Linked DNA regions of Mus musculus: all the other regions are linked to region 3. Evidence: chromatin contacts called from public Hi-C and HiChIP or PLAC-seq data. All regions are on one chromosome and are shown on one strand. The core of a region is the stretch at or near the end of the contact, and the rest is flanking DNA. Distances in the headings are between cores, read along the strand shown. Region 1 overlaps Mb21d2 (Mab-21 domain containing 2). Region 2 has its middle 34 kb from the start of Mb21d2. Region 3 holds the start of Mb21d2 (Mab-21 domain containing 2).

Region 1 (3,186 bases), core at 64-2,563, 44 kb after region 3:
CTCCTGTCATGTCATTCCCATTAGCATGAACATGAAATAACAATCTTATTCCTTTCAGTTGGGGGGCAAGGGAGCTTCATGTTTCTGAAGATGCCACTTCTGGCCTCCTCTCTGTTCTTCTAGTTCCAGTATCTGGAGTATGGTTTCCTCCGAGCTGAGGACCTTCTGGGCTCTTTATGACTTGGGACGAATTATTTTGCAAAATGAGGCTAACAGGCACATGAATGTAGAACATTGTTTTTGTAAAGCCCAACCAACCTCATTTTTGAAGAAACTCCATTTTGTATGAGACTAGGGGCTAAACTCCAGTTCCAGGAGGGAAATTACAGAGTCGTCCTGAACAAGTCTCTGATGTCAACCCATCCTCCATAGCAACAGCCTGTCAGGCTACAGTAGCGGGGGTCAGGGAACATAGGGATAATTTAAGACATCCTGCAGAGAATAGATAACTTAGCCATCCTGTTTGTCAGGAGGTTTTGTCCCAGTGTTCGGTTCCTGCAGATTACGCCAGAAATGCAGTTTTTAAAATATTAACTTACTGACCTGTATCTTACCGGGATTGTTTCTGGGAAGACTGTTTCCAGAGACTCTGGCAGCTACTGATGGGGGCGGGGCACTGGAGAGGGCTAGGGTTTGGGTGCAGCTGCAGGTCAACCACTGAAACACCTCCAAGTCTGATGTAACCACAAACAAAACAAAACAAAACAAAACAAAACAAACAAGAAGCCCTGAATCCCTAGATTCAGGACTCTTACTCTGACCCTCCGGGACAGGGAGAGTCTGAGAGACCCAGCTTGCGAGCTCGGAATAAAGACCCTTTGTGTTTTACATCGGAAGTGGCTCCTCAGTAGCCTTTGGGTACCTGTAGCTTGGGTCCGTGCAGTGTTCGTTGAGGTCCATTTTTCAGAGGGGAAGCTGTGGCCGAGGGAAGTCAATTGCCTTGGCTCAGTAAGTTGTCTTGTGTGCCCACTGTGTTCCGCCTCTGCTTGTCTGCCCCAGTGCTCTCTTCTCCAAACCACTTAGCACTTTAGAAATCATTAGCTTCAGCCATTTATCCAGCGGCCTGCTTTTGTTAACAGAATAAAGGACGAGAAATAAGCAGAATTGGCGTGTGCAATCTTTCTCCCTAGAATATTGATCGAGTCCCTCCGTCATGCCCGTGGATTTATTTCAGATGTGTCTGAGGCACCTGGGAGACTCTGCTGCCCTCCTACAGAGGGACATGAGTGGAAAAGGTTGCCCTGTCCCTTGCTTTCTCCCCCAACCTTGGTCCTGTCTCCGCACTCCTCCTGGGTGGTGCTTTCTGAGCTGGCTCCTGGGCAGGCTGGCACCGTGCAGGGCCTAGCCTAGCTGTGCACAGTCAGCAGCTGTCTGCCTGCCGAGACCATGCTACTTGCATTTACTATGCCGGCTGGATTATATTTTATCTCAGTTTCTGTGAAGTGCAGAGGCATCCTGTGCCTTGCTTCTCAGTTGCCACCGTCAGTAACCTATGGCCTTTATTTGTGAGGACTTTTGTCCCTTTGAAATGTGTTTGTTTCCTAGATCCGTCTTCACAATATTAAGGAAGGTAGTAAATAAAATGACTTATGAGAAAGAAGACCTACAGAGCCAACTAACCTGGGCCCATGGGGGACTGGAGAGACTGAACCACCAACCAAAGAGCATGCATGGACTGGACCTGGGCTCCCTACCCATATAGAGCACTTGCATATAGCTTAGTCTTTCTGTGGGTTCCCTGACAACTGGAACAAGGGCTGTCTCTGACTTGGACTCTGTTGCCTGCTTCTGGATCCCTTTCACCTGTCTGGACTTTCTTGTCTGGTCTCAGTGGAAGAGGATGCACTTAGTCCTGATGCAATGTGATGTGCCAGGGTGGGAGGGTGGGTATCTAGAAGGAGGAGTGGGAAGCAGGGGATGAGGGGTTAGGAGGGGAGGGAGGAGGGGGTCTGTGATCAGGATGTAAAGTGAATAGATAAATTAATAGAAAGAAAGGAGGAGAGAGGAGAAAAACAGTCTTCTACATTAGGGTGAGTTTCTGTCCAGGGGTTTGTGGCATGTCTGGACCTGAGGTGGCAGATCCTGGTCTGCTGTGCTGGAGAAGGCCCGCTGCCCTTTCTGGGCATGTCAAGGCAGAGTCGGGAGTGAAAGGAGAGGCATGGCTTTGGCTCAGAGAACCGCTATGCTGGGAGAGGAACCGCCCTATCGATCCATGGGCTTCCAGGAGTCATCCTAACCTTTAGCAGAATATTGTCCTCCATCAGGGCCTATGTAACTTAGGTCATCCCCAGATGGATTCTTCCTGATCCCCTCTCCCTCCCCACCCCCACCCCCACCCCCAGTTATGCAGTCTAAGGAGCAGTCTAAGGGCCACAGAGGTTGCCACAAGTTTCAGGCTCTCTATTCTGCATTCTTGGCTCGAGTCTCATTGAAACCGTCTTTCAGCCATGCAGCCCCCTTAGTAGTGTTTTCTAGCCCCTAATTTTTTTTCACATTGTCCCCTCCACCCTTGATGCCTCATCTGGTCCCACCTCTCATCTTTATCTGTTTTTCCCCCTGAATACCACCCATCATTTAAGGACAAATGTCATCTAATTTCCCTTTTTAATTGATTTTTTCCCTCTCCACATCCTAATGTGTCTGGGGTTCTGAGCTTGGGCCTGGTATCCCTTCCTGTGGTCCTCACCTTCTGCTGCAGGAAGACAGGAGGAAATGTACCTACAGAGGGTCGGCTAGTAGAGCAGGGGCTGTTGTAACTTTGAGCATGCCGGCCCAGGAGGAGGCTGGCTGGTGCATGGCTCGTCTCTGTGCTTAATTTGTATTTGGGGAGTGAATTTCATTGCCCAGGCTTGTTTGATTGCTCTGCTCAGTGAGATGAAGCTAGATTTATTCTGAACTGTATACTGTCGCGCAAGGATCAATCCGGGATCCCTCTGGGTCCGTGGTCTTACTGGGGATGGTGCTGGGGTCTGCTGACACGCTTTGTCTGTGGAGATTGTAATGCCTGTGGGAAGAACCGAGGCCAGAAGCCCACGCTGGAAGGGTTAAAGAGCGGTTTCCCTTTGGGTCTTCCATAGTTCTGGGCAGCCAAGGGCTGCTTTTGGCAAATGTTGGAGGCACCTGTTCAGAAATCTGTATCGACTTCTACAGTGGCATCTAATGAGTTCTGACTGACTGCATGTTCCC
Region 2 (3,200 bases), core at 270-2,769, 35 kb before region 3:
TTGCCTTTTGATTGCCCCCTACCATTCACAGCACTTTGCTATGGTGCCTTATCCCTTATTCTCAACAGTCAACTTGGAGATAGAACTCAGAATGGATTAGTAGCAATTACTTGTAACATAACAGGAAGACTTTAGGGAACTCAGAAGATTGCCGATATTGGTGACTTTCCAAAGGTTTCTTCACCTTCAAAACTCTTCAGATTAAAACTCTAATTGGAACAGGTATATCGAAACTCCCACAAGCCAATGAAGAGATACAAGACACTAAACTGAAAGCACTGAAATGGGATAAAGAGGTGTACTGGCTGCTTTCACGTCAGCTTGACCCTGGGAGAGTCATCAGAGAGGAAGGAGCCTCAGTTGAGGAAATGCCTCTATGAGATCCAACTGTTATGCATTTTTCTCCATTAGTAATCAATGGGGGAGGTCCCAGCCCATTGTAGGTGGTGCTATCCTGGGATGGTGGTCCTGGGTTCTATAAGAAAGCAGGCTGAGCAAGCTATGGTGAGCAAGCCAGTAAGCAGCATCTTTCCATGACCTTTGCATCAGTTCCTGCCTCTATGTTTCTGCCTTGCTTGAGTCCCTATCCTGACTTTTTTCAATGGTGGGTCATAATCTGGAAGCATAAGCCAAATAAACCCTCTCCGCCCCAACTTGCTCTTTGGTTATGATATTTTCGTCAGAGCAATAGAAACCCTAACTGAGACAGGAGTGATGTGTTGATAGACTGTCTTAAGTGGGTAACAAGAGTGGTGCCTACAAAGGAGGCAGTAATCAGAAGCAAATTATACCAACATGACTCAAGTCTATGTGCCTTAAAATGGCAAAACGAAAGTAGAAGACAACCACAAATGTTGATGAGGGTGTGAGGCGACAGAGTCAGGACTTGCCAGTTTTACTACATCTGACCCACAGCCTATGTGGGTAGGCATCTGGCAATATTTAATGGCATTAGGAAGGGGTTACTCTATGACACAGCTACTCTATCAATGGGACTACCTAGAAAAACATTTCCCCAGTGAGTACACAAAGTGTATATATGAGATACATATACACTGTGGTGGTATCCATCACAGAAAAATGAGTAGGTAAAATATGGCACATTTATATGTTGAAATGCAAGTCCATGGTAGAGTGACTAACTGCTGTGTGATTTTTTTTTCTTCTGAGAAAATAAGAATAAACATCTTTTCTCCCCAGAGAGCTTAGTGACAACTGAACAAAGAAACAATTCCACACAGATCTATGTGTTGAAGCAGTGAGTTTATTAGGGTGACTTAAAGAGCGTGAGGGAGGTCGTTTACAGGGGTGTCAGTGACTCAAAGTCAATTATACTGCCAGAAAGTCATATTTGATTATCATAATGTTTTCCCTGTTCTGTCATTCCCAGTCCTCTCTCCGTTACCATGACTGGACTATATTTTATATGTCTCTAAATATGAAAATGTCTCTGCATATGCAAACAATCACCTCCTGTGTATGTTTTTGTTCACTCGTGTGGGCGTGATGACTCATGAAAAAGGCCTCCCTAGAGTTCCTGTCCATCCTGCAAGGAGCTGTACTTCAGAGCAGCCCACTCTCACCCGCAACTTATGTATGGCTTTTGCAACTCCACATGCAGCTTTGTGAATATCCTGTGTTTCATGAGCCTTGGAAATTTCTTTAGCTTTTTGATTTATGAAGCTCCCTCCTCCCTCTAGAATAGAGTGCTTGATTAGGAGAAAATAGACATGCAACACTATCTAAAGCTACATGGATAGAATGCTGAGTCATACCTTCAAGGCAGCTTCTTCTCTATCCTCTTGATCTTAGGTTAAATTTCTAAAAGTCTTTCCAATTTTGTGCTCCGATTACTCACTCTTTCTTTTCCATGAAAAAAAAAGCCCTATAATACTATATTCAACAACAAAGCATATTAGCCATTTCAGAGCATTTTTATTCATATAGAAAAAAAACTTACAAAAATGTCTTTTTATGGAGGTGCATTTTTAATGTATCTGAGTGAGAAAGTGGTGTCTTCCTTAATCTGCGGTGTTTTACCACGTTAAAGCTTTCCCTTTTTATATGGGTCAATGACAATGAATATAGAGAGAAATCTAACAACAGCTTAAGTAAATTCTCTAGAAATCGAAGAGCCCTTACTTGGACAACCAAAGCTGCTGCTGATGGTGGTAAGGGAGGTAGTATAGTAGACAGAGAAATCGAGTAAGAACTCATCTTGTGTCTATACAGCTGACTCATAGTGGCCTTTTGGCCTAAGTTCCTTTGGATCAGACTTTAATTTATTGAGAAAGGAACTCTTGAGATGAAAGAGAGAAAACATGAGAGAGGGAGAGAGAAAGGGAGGGGGGGCGGGAGAGGGAGAGGGAGGGAGGGAGGGGAGAGAGAGAGAGAGAGAGAGAGAGAGAGAGAGAGAGAGAGAGAGAGACTCCTTAGAGAAGTGTGGGCTCCATTTGCAAATTAAACAAAATGAAAAAAAGCACACAGTACCATAATGAAATCCATTCTGCACTTTGCTAGAGGAGCCCATTACTAGACACATCCATTCTACACTGTGCAAGAGGAGCCTTTACCATAGACACACCCATTCTGCCCTGTGCTAGTGGAGCCCTTTACCATAGACACATCCATTCTACACTGTGCTAGAGGAGCCCTTTTCCCCACTTAAGAGCCCATTGGGATTCAGCAGTGCTCATATCAGCCAATTACTATTTTGTCTATGAATAGGAAAATATGTGAATGGCCAGTGCAGTTGCAAAGGAAAACATTTGCATAACATCAGCCCTTCCTTGGTAGCATAATTAATCTTTTGGGATTATGCGTTTGTAAACATAATTTTTCAGAGCAGTGTCAAGAAAGTCCATTTTACCTATTGAAACACTCCAAGTCATAATTATAGCCAGCTATTGTTTATGGAGCACCCACTGAGCACCAGGCATCATACAAATCTGACTGGTGATCCTCACTGAAGCATTATAAAGTGACTTTTATACAAGAGTTCAAACTAGGAAGTTCAAGCCTGACAAGAGCAATTAGCATGTCCACAGAAATAAAGAATTCAAAACTTGACTGTTCATAGATTTCCATTCCTTATGTGTTACCCCCCACTGCTGTCATTGCTGACATCGCTTGTTGTGTCACCCAGGCTGGTCCTGAACCATTCAGCTTAGGTGATAATCTGCCACAGCCTCTGCAGTGCA
Region 3 (2,951 bases), core at 442-2,941:
GCTGGAGAGATGGCTTAGCAATTAAGAGCACCTGTTCTTGTAGTAGAGGCCCTGTGTTCAGCTCGCAGCATCCATAGGGCAGCTCACATTTGTCTGGAACGTTAGTTTCAGGAGAACTGATGCCCTGTTGTGACCTCTGCAGGCACCAGGCAACAATGCAGTGTATGTAAATGCAGGGACACACACACACACACACACACACACACTCACCCCAGGACCCTAAAGTTTGTATCAACAGTGGAAGCTGATACAGCTAATGGCTACTTAACATGCTACTTAACGTGTCATTCTTTATAATAAATGGTGTCCGTCCAGTCTTATCTCACCTAATTCTTAAAGCAGCCTATGAAGATGTAATGGTTATCCTATTCACATGGGTAAGTATGGCAGGGCCTGGATGTCCAGGTCTTACAAGGTAATGTGAGTTTTCAGTGATGAGAACTCAGGTAAGAAAATTAAAGGGGCCGATAGGACCACAGGCTGGGATAGAGGACAGTTCACCATTGTTCCTAGGGGTCCATAGGCCTCCTTAAGTGTGTGAATCACATGAACATTAAAACCACATCTGCCATTTGGTCTTGATAAACTAGACTTGGACTACAGCAGTCTTGTCTTGAAAACCCTAGTTCCAGTGGGGACATGGGTGAGGGTGAGGGCTAAGTCCCAGGACTCATCCCAGTCATTCCGGTCTGGCTAATAGCGAGTGCTCAAATTCTATTTGCCAAAAGGGAGACTCCCTCTCCCACTCCCATCTTCCTTGTACCCTGGGGCAATTCATTGTTTTCCTTCCCCCACATTCCGCATTTGGATTCCTATCTGTCTGAGAGCAGGTTGGCTCTCATTAAGGCACTATATGTTAAGTTGAATGAGCTGTTACCCAGGCAAACTAATTACCAAGGGCAAAGGTAAGGAGGATACTTGAGTGGTTAATTGGAAGTATCTATACGCGGCATGACTGGCACCCCTTCTTGATTCGCTGATTTTATCATTCTAGGCGACAAAGGACAGAAGGTACATTTTATATTTTTCCACCAAGCAAAGGTACTAAAGTTCTCGGGATGGACATTGGAAAGGCGCCCACAGACACGTTTTCGCCCGGGACACCGCCCTAAGATCAGAGTAGGAAGACTCCTTTCTCCTTGGATGCGCTTGGCAAGCCCTGCCCCTAAAGAGGGGCGGGGGTGGAGGTGGAGAAAGAAAGCGTCCACACCACGCGCGTCAGCCCGAGTACGGACTGGCAAGTGATCCGGGCGCGCGAACCTCTGCCATTTATTTATTTATTTTCTTCCCACCGGGTGCGCTGTCCCTTTAAATGGGAATGCTGCTGCTGCTGGCTCCGTAACACCGGAGCCGGCAGCTTGTTGATTTCAGCGCTGGTGAATTTCACATTGTTTCCACTTCACTTTCCTTGCCCCCGGGGAGGCTCGAGTCCACTCCCGGACGCCGCCACCGATCCCGGCAGGACTCGAGGAGGGCAGGGGCCCGCAGCGGCGCAGCGGGCGGGGGCGGGAGGACCGGGGGCCGGGGCCACACGCGCACCTCGCCGCAGTCGGGCTCCTCCCGCGAAGGAGCGCGGCCGCCCCGAGCGCAGCGCGGCGCGGGGCCCGTCCAGAAGCCAGCCCGCCCACGGGCCGGGCTGCCCAGCCGCGCCGGGAGGCCGGGGCGGGGTGGGGGGCGGGGGTGGGTGCCGCGGCCGCCGCGGAGCCGCCGCTCGGCGCGTTTTGCATGAAGATGGCGGCTCCCACCGCCAGCAAGGCAGCCTCCCTGGGCTGCAACAACAAGCCTGCCTTCCCGGAGCTGGATTTCAGGTCTGGAGCTCGGGTGGAGGAACTGAACAAACTCATCCAGGAATTCACCAGGCACGACCAGCGGGAATACGACGACCAGAGAGCGCTGGAGATCCACACTGCCAAGGATTTCATCTTTTCCATGCTGGGTAAGGAGAACGGGGAGGATGTGTGAGTATGCGTGTGTGCGCGGGTGTGATGGAGCGGGTGGAAGCTATGGTCCCCGCTCTGGCGTTTGCCCGGGGTGTCACCCCTGGTTCCGTGAGGTCCCCTTTCCTCTCCACCGCCAGCTCAGCTGCCCCCTCCGCTCCTGCCTGCTGCGCTCGGCGCGGGGTGCCCCTCTCCTTCCCGATCGCCCGCTCTTTTGTTGGTTCCTCGGCCGCGGGGCTGGCGGGCAGGTGAGGCGGCGGCGGGAGACGCCTCCCGGCTTGGGGAGTCCCCAAGCGGCTCCGGCCGGCTGACACCGGCTCTCCTGCAACCCCGGGCGGCCGTGGTGGAGGCCGACCCGTGCTGGAGCGACAAGTTGCTTCTGTCGTGGTTGCGGCGCGGCGCTGTCACGCCGAGCCCCGGGTGGCCAAACTTGTTGGGTGTTCCAGAGTAACCCGCGGAAGTAGTCCGGGCGCCCGGAGTTGCCTCCAACTTTGATTTGCAAATCGACTTCCCTTTGAAGGGGTCGGAAGCATTTCCGGTGCTTCTCCGGGTTGTTGCTGAGCTGGAATTCCTAATTCCTTGCTTGAACACGACCAAGCTCAGAGCTCTGGCCGCGGAGGAGCGCTGTCCCCCTCGTCTTTGTGTATTGTCCTACTGATGGCTAAGAGGTGCTCAAGTTTCCCACTCTGGGCAGCCCTGGGTTAGAAAAATTTCTCCCACCGTATCCCCCAGCTCTTCACCGACGGGTCTGGAAAGATGAAGAAAAATAATGGGTTCCGGGGATCCAACCCTATCCCTGGCGTCCTGCGGTGGGATTATTGCTTCTGAGTTGTAGAATGAGCATCCGCTGCTGGGAGCCTCGAGTGTGTAGCGCTGTCATGCAGCAGTGGTGGCCCCGTGGTTTACATTCAGCAGGGCTGGACTGGAGGAGCCTTGCTCTCCAAAGGTTTCCACAGTCAATTTTTCAGATAGTGGTAATTGTGATTGACAAAGGCCTTTTAACTACAGGACAGA

What was found. A called contact is a pair of places that touch in the nucleus more often than the background predicts. HiChIP or PLAC-seq counts read pairs in DNA pulled down with a chosen protein or histone mark.
Region 1: a contact with region 3 is called in a Hi-C map of liver, with 2.6 times the contacts expected there. The contact joins the enhancer-like site here to the promoter of Mb21d2 in region 3. A contact is called at or near these places in 2 of 39 promoter capture datasets (both in liver), 1 of 15 datasets of contacts at CTCF or cohesin (the NIH/3T3 cell line), 24 of 484 Hi-C or Micro-C datasets (the 3T3-L1 cell line, the HL-1 cell line, the N1E-115 cell line and 11 more), 13 of 115 datasets of contacts at active chromatin or transcription factors (SST interneurons, embryonic fibroblasts, embryonic stem cells and 7 more) and 3 of 9 other capture datasets (adipose tissue, macrophages and pancreatic islet).
Region 2: a KLF4 HiChIP or PLAC-seq map of embryonic fibroblasts shows a contact between it and region 3, with 15 read pairs. The contact joins the enhancer-like site here to the promoter of Mb21d2 in region 3. A contact is called at or near these places in 2 of 39 promoter capture datasets (the C10 cell line and liver), 2 of 484 Hi-C or Micro-C datasets (liver and nephron progenitors), 5 of 115 datasets of contacts at active chromatin or transcription factors (bone marrow-derived macrophages, embryonic fibroblasts and embryonic stem cells) and 2 of 9 other capture datasets (adipose tissue and liver).

Annotation. Positions count from the first base shown.
Region 1 is chr16:28,883,823-28,887,008 of GRCm38.p6, reverse strand. The region is part of intron 1 of Mb21d2 (Mab-21 domain containing 2); the gene reads left to right. Among named protein-coding and RNA genes, the nearest start is that of Mb21d2, 44 kb to the left of the region's middle. Within about 2 kb of position 1,313, at least 30 of the 459 cell types and tissues checked have an H3K27ac peak or open chromatin away from gene starts, as enhancers often do. A contact at or near this core is called in SST interneurons and liver, where this site is marked.
Region 2 is chr16:28,962,585-28,965,784 of GRCm38.p6, reverse strand. No RefSeq gene overlaps it. Among named protein-coding and RNA genes, the nearest start is that of Mb21d2, 34 kb to the right of the region's middle. Within about 2 kb of position 1,519, at least 32 of the 459 cell types and tissues checked have an H3K27ac peak or open chromatin away from gene starts, as enhancers often do. A contact at or near this core is called in embryonic fibroblasts, where this site is marked.
Region 3 is chr16:28,928,438-28,931,388 of GRCm38.p6, reverse strand. Mb21d2 (Mab-21 domain containing 2) reads left to right here and starts at 1,691. Exons shown (of 2, transcript NM_177718.3): 1 at 1,691-1,936. The coding sequence starts at 1,726.